Linked DNA regions of Macaca mulatta: region 2 is linked to region 1. Evidence: chromatin contacts called from public Hi-C data. All regions are on one chromosome and are shown on one strand. The core of a region is the stretch at or near the end of the contact, and the rest is flanking DNA. Distances in the headings are between cores, read along the strand shown. Region 1 holds the start of CDC42EP2 (CDC42 effector protein 2). Region 2 overlaps POLA2 (DNA polymerase alpha 2, accessory subunit).

Evidence for each region. A called contact is a pair of places that touch in the nucleus more often than the background predicts.
Region 2: a Hi-C map of blood shows a contact between it and region 1, with 4 times the contacts expected there. The contact joins the enhancer-like site here to the promoter of CDC42EP2 in region 1. A contact is called at or near these places in 8 of 14 Hi-C or Micro-C datasets (CD4 T cells, blood, cortical neurons and 5 more).

Annotation. Positions count from the first base shown.
Region 1 is chr14:9,077,856-9,080,592 of T2T-MMU8v2.0, reverse strand. It overlaps CDC42EP2 (CDC42 effector protein 2), which reads left to right and starts at 1,390. Exons shown (of 2, transcript NM_001194619.2): 1 at 1,390-1,451.
Region 2 is chr14:9,114,982-9,117,718 of T2T-MMU8v2.0, reverse strand. It overlaps POLA2 (DNA polymerase alpha 2, accessory subunit), which reads left to right. Exons shown (of 18, transcript NM_001267008.1): 7 at 683-771; 8 at 2,133-2,288. LOC144334127 (a long non-coding RNA gene) reads right to left here. Exons shown (of 3, transcript XR_013403579.1): 3 at 1,816-2,719. Among named protein-coding and RNA genes, the nearest start is that of POLA2, 20 kb to the left of the region's middle. Within about 2 kb of position 1,353, at least 4 of the 40 cell types and tissues checked have an H3K27ac peak or open chromatin away from gene starts, as enhancers often do. A contact at or near this core is called in blood, where this site is marked.

The sequences.
Region 1 (2,737 bases), core at 141-2,640:
CAAAAACAGCGCTGGGCACTTGGTAGTTACTCAATAAATTTCTCTTGAGTCACTGAGCAGTGCAGTTGCCTTCAGTCTGTCTCCAGCACCCTGTGGGGTGCCTGCCCTTCAAAACATGTTTCTGGGCCGGGCGCGGTGGCTCACGCCTGTAATCGCAGCACTTCGGGAGGCCAAAGTGGGCAGATCACCTGAGGTCAGGAGTTCGAGACCAGCCTGGACAACATATAGAAACCCCATCTCTACTAAGAATACAAAAATTAGCCGGGTGTGGTGGCACATGCCTGTAATCCCAGCTACTCAGGAAGCAGAGGCAGGAGAATCTCTTGAACCCAGGAGACAGAGGTTGCGGTGAGCCTCACGCCATCGCACTCCAGCCTGGGCAACAAGAGCGAAACTCCGTCTCAAAAAAAATAAGTTTCTGGCCCTGTAAGAATGACTGACTGACTTAATGAACGAATGGACCAGGAACTAGTCTGAGTATGAGCCCCACCTTCACTCTGGAAGCCTGACACCAAAGACGGGGGTCCAGGCCACGCGGCCTCTGCCTTCCCATATTCTCTTTTCTCGCGGAAGGTAAACTTATCAACTCACTTGTAAGTTTGTAGTATTCTTTTTTTTTTTTTTTTTTTTTTTTTTGAGACGTAGTCTCGCTCTGTCGCCCAGGCTGGAGTGCAGTGGCCAGATCTCAGCTCACTGCAAGCTCTGCCTCCCGGGTTCACGCCATTCTCCTGCCTCAGCCTCCCGAGTAGCTGGGACTACAGGCGCCCGCCACCTCGCCCGGCTAGTTTTTTGTATTTTTTAGTAGAGACGGGGTTTCACCGTGTTAGCCAGGATGGTCTCGATTTCCTGACCTCGTGATCCGCCCGTCTCGGCCTCCCAAAGTGCTGGGATTACAGGCTTGAACCACCGCGCCCGGCCAAGTTTGTAGTATTCTAACGTAGGCGCTTCCAAGGCCTCATTCATTCCCAGGAAGTCACTGAATATACTTGTGCCAGCGCCTCCCCGATCCAGCCCTGCAGGGAAGGATCCTGTCCAAGGTCTCTCTGCGATTTCTGAAGAATTCGGTCTTCCGGGAGCCTGTCTCTCGGCCTTTCTAAAACCGAGGGTTTTAGTTCCCATGGGCACAGCCGGAGTCCCGGGAGGCCACCCTGCGCCATACGGACCTCAGCCGCCCGAACCAGGACAGGACCCCAGGGCGCGCGCGACCGCTGGACCCGGGAGCTGCACCTCCCACACCCGGAGCCCCGGGCGGTGCCCGGAGTGGGGCGGGGCCTGGGCGGGGATGGGGAGGGGCTTGGCTGGCGCGGCCCAGGCATTGGCTCCGCGGGCCGGGGCGGGGCTGCGGGGTCCGCGGTGGGCTCTGTAAGTTCACCGCCCGTCGGGTTCCGCAGCCGCGCTGTCCAGCTCCTGAGACTTTGCTGTCCGCCAGTCCGCCGTCTGCTTGCCTCACGGTGAGTTCAGGCTGGGATTTTCGCAACTCCGCGGCCCCCCCGCCCCCGAGAGGCCCATCTCTGTGGCGCCCCGCCCCAGCTCGCGCCCTGGCCCTGCCTCTCACCTCGCTCAGGTCCTTTCGAGGGCGCCTAGGGCTCCATGGGTTTCCCGCCTGCATGTGGGTGCCCGCAGCCTCGCCCGTGCCCGCCACGGTCCGTGGGGCGCCGCGCATCCCGACCCCGAATTCCCCGTTCTGCCCTCCATTCTGTACCCGGGCCCCCGCCCCCCTCCCGAGACCCAGGGGTGCCCCGCCGCCCAGCGTCCCCACCGGGGCTGGGGGCCATATTTTTAGCCGATGGTGAGGTGTCCTCCTATCTTTAGCTGCGGCCGCGAGTGTCCTGAAACGGATCCGTGCTGGGCTGGGCTGCGCCCGGGTAGGAACGGGGAGGGGTCGGCGCCGGAACCCGAGCCGGAGCTAAGGAGCCGGACCCGTGGGAGGAGCGGGGGCCCGCACGCCCGAGCTCTGGCCCTGCGCCAAGCGGACACTAGGACATCGCCCAGGCCGGAAAGCACGGGGGCGGTTCCTCCCAGAGCTTAGAGACTAGGGCAGGGTCCCCAATCGCCTCCTTTTTCTCCGATTGTGGGACCAGAAACCCCGAAGCAAAAAGATCTCGCAGGCAATCCCCGTCTGGTACTTGAACGCGCAGCTCCTTGGGGAGCTCCTGCCTGGAGCCCGGGGGGAGGGGCGTTGGAGACCCCGGTGCGCTCTCGGAATCCTCCGGGACACGGGGCGCTCAAGGGAGCACGCGCGCCACCTGGCGGCCGCGGAGCCGAGCGCCTCTCCAGAGGCACGGGGACCCCGGAGACCCCGCGGCCGGCTAGAGGGACTCTGCATCCGCGAGGTCTAGGAGGGCGGGAGGAGGTGGATGCCTGGGGCCAGCAGCCGTTCGTTTTTGATATTGTTCAAAGCACTGGCCCCGGAGAACCGAAGTGCTTGAGGAAGGAAGGTCTTGTAGATATTTGCTGAATGAATGATAGAACCTACAGTAACCTACAGTAACCCGCTGAACCCCGCTGTTGTACACTGGTGCTCTCATTTGCAATATTGCAGTGGGATCTCCAGTAGCCCTCTAGTGGTGGCTTCATTGTCAGCCCATTTTATAGATGGGAAAGGTGAGACCCAGAGAGGAGAGGCATCTTCCTGAAGGTTACAGAGGAAGTCCCAGGTGGAGCCGGATTTAAGGACAGTCTCCTGATTTGGGGGGGAGGGGGGTGTGAGGTGGCCTAATATTCCTCATGATTGGAG
Region 2 (2,737 bases), core at 104-2,603, 37 kb before region 1:
GTGGATATAAAACCACCTGGAAGGGTCTAGAGTAACAAAGCTTCAGCTATGCTGGTAGAACAAGTTCCAAGGTTGCCTTTGAATATATGAGTTGGTAATGTCTTCATGGAATCCCTAGTAGTGGAGGGACACTGGCAATACTATCAGTGATTGCCCCAAGTTACTTCACTTGGCTAAAAAGCACATAACCATTCCCAGCAGCAAAAACTCGAACGATGTAAAGGAATTCAACTTAAAGATATTCATGGCTCCTTCCTTAGAAGCCTTCTTCGGCCGGGCGCGGTGGCTCAAGCCTGTAATCCCAGCACTTTGGGAGGCCGAGACAGGCGGATCACAAGGTCAGGAGATCGAGACCATCCTGGCTAACACGGTGAAACCCCGTCTCTACTAAAAAATACAAAAAACTAGCCGGGCGAGGTGGCGGGCGCCTGTAGTCCCAGCTACTCGGGAGGCTGAGGCAGGAGAATGGCGTGAACCCGGGAGGCGGAGCTTGCAGTGAGCTGAGATCAGGCCACTGCACTCCAGCCTGGGTGACAGAGCGAGACTCCGTCTCAAAAAAATAAAAAAAATAAAAAATAAAAAAAATGACTGACTTTAATATTTTACAATGTGCTGTATTTTCTCTTCTTGGCAAGTGAAATGTCTTAACATAGTATTTTTTTTTCCACTTCTGGGATTGCAGTTCTGACATGTAAGATAGAAGAACTCGGCAGCGAACTCAAGGAACATTATAAGATTGAAGCTTTCACTCCTTTGCTAGCCCCAGCACAGGTAAGAGTTGTTCTAATAGTTCTCACTAATTAATATTACATTTTTTAATCGATGACCAAGAGCCATCCTTCTTGCTTCCTTTTTCACTTCTTGTCTGTGTTCTAGTTTGAACATCTATCTTGGTTGAATTTGGGAAAATAGGCCCTTCTGAAGAAAGATTTGTAAGTGCTGTCTGGTTTTGTGGCCAGAGAGTGATTTTCTTCCCACTTGGATTAGAGTCTTGCACATAAGCAGAGACTGAAGGCCTTGTTTCCCTTGGTGGTGAGTCAGGTAGCTCCCTGGGGATTTCCCACAAGTAGAAGCATTCACATATCGAGATAAAAGGACAGCAGCGAGGGTGGGGTTTTCAGAATCTTGTTCTCTGGACAATGACTCACAGTCTCTCCCCTTGTTTGGTCTCTTGTTATAGACAAACTGCTACCAATACTATCTTTATATCATAGTTTAATCTGGTGTATATACCAGTACTTTCTCTCTAGAATGTTTTCTAATTTAAGAGGAAATATATTCTAGAAGTTTCTTTAAAGTACCTTTGTCAATGTTTACATTCAAAGAATGACCAGTTGGGGAAGTGATGCAGAACTGTGTCATAGAAGGAAGTGTTGGAGGACTTGGAAGGAAATAATTGAGGGAAGGCAGGGAAGCACAATCACTGGGAAAGATGAGACTTCCTCTCTTTTCTCCCAAGAGTGGGAACAGAACAGAGGAAGCCATAGGGACAGAGATTTTAGCTCAATTAATAAAGAACTTCCTGTTAGGAGGTTGTATGGTATGTGGCTAAGGATATGGCTCTAGAGCCAAATTTCTGGTCTCAAACCCAAGCTTCACCCACAGTTTGACCTTGACTAAATTATCTAACTTCTCTGTTGCTTGTTTTCCTCATCTGTAAAATGGGTACAATAATATCCACCTGATGGTTGTTGCAAGGATTAAATGAGTTAATATATATAAAATGCCTAAGAATACATTTTAGAATAGTGCATGGTATTTAGTAAGCTCAAGAAATGTTATCATTAAGTAGTTATAGCTGTCCAAAGATGCAGTGTGCTGCCCTGGGATGGTGAGGACCAGGTGGGGTGGGCATCCAGGGGCAAGTTCCCCTACACTAGAGATGCTCACACTTAGGCAGCCTCCTCGGAGGGCTCAAGTGCTGGGTTGGTGGGTGGACAAGATGCCCTTTCAGAGTTCTTCCATCCTGAGAGTCAGTGATGATGCTGTAGTCACCTCAGGGTCAAAGCAATGCCCTGCCAAAAAATGTATTTGTTGTTTGCAGTTTGTTTTGCTATTCATCCTATTGACTTCAGATTTTGAGCTCCTGCTCCAAAGACTGTCATTCTTATGCTGTGACCTTCCTTTGGTAGGAGCCTGTCACTCTGCTGGGCCAGATTGGCTGTGATAGCAACGGGAAACTGAACAACAAGTCAGTGATTCTCGAGGGAGACCGGGAACATTCCTCGGGTGCTCAAATCCCAGTGGATTTATCTGAGCTTAAGGAATATTCTCTGTTTCCCGGACAGGTGAGATTGGAGGAGTTCCACCAGGATGCAGGTGCACTCTTTACTCCTGAAGAGTACGTGCTGTGCCATGTGCAGCTGCTCCTTAGTTCCTGTCTCTGCTGCCATGGGGTGTGGGTGGAGCACATGCCCCAGAGCAGACACCACTGTTGGGATTTCCATTTCCCCCATGCTCTGACCGAGGCTCTGGGACCCAACTGCCCAGCCTCAAATCCTAACTCCCCACTCCATGAGGTGCATACCTGTGGGCAAGGTACTTAACCATCTAAACCACAGTGTCTTCACTCACAACATGGAAATAATAATTCTTACCTCATAGGATTTTTGTGAAAATTAGATCACGTATGTAGAGCATAATTATTATTACTAATGCAACGCCCTTAATTTGTTTTCTGCAAAAATGCCCTAAGTTTATGATTATAGACTAAAAGTAGCTGGACAATGCTTTTTTT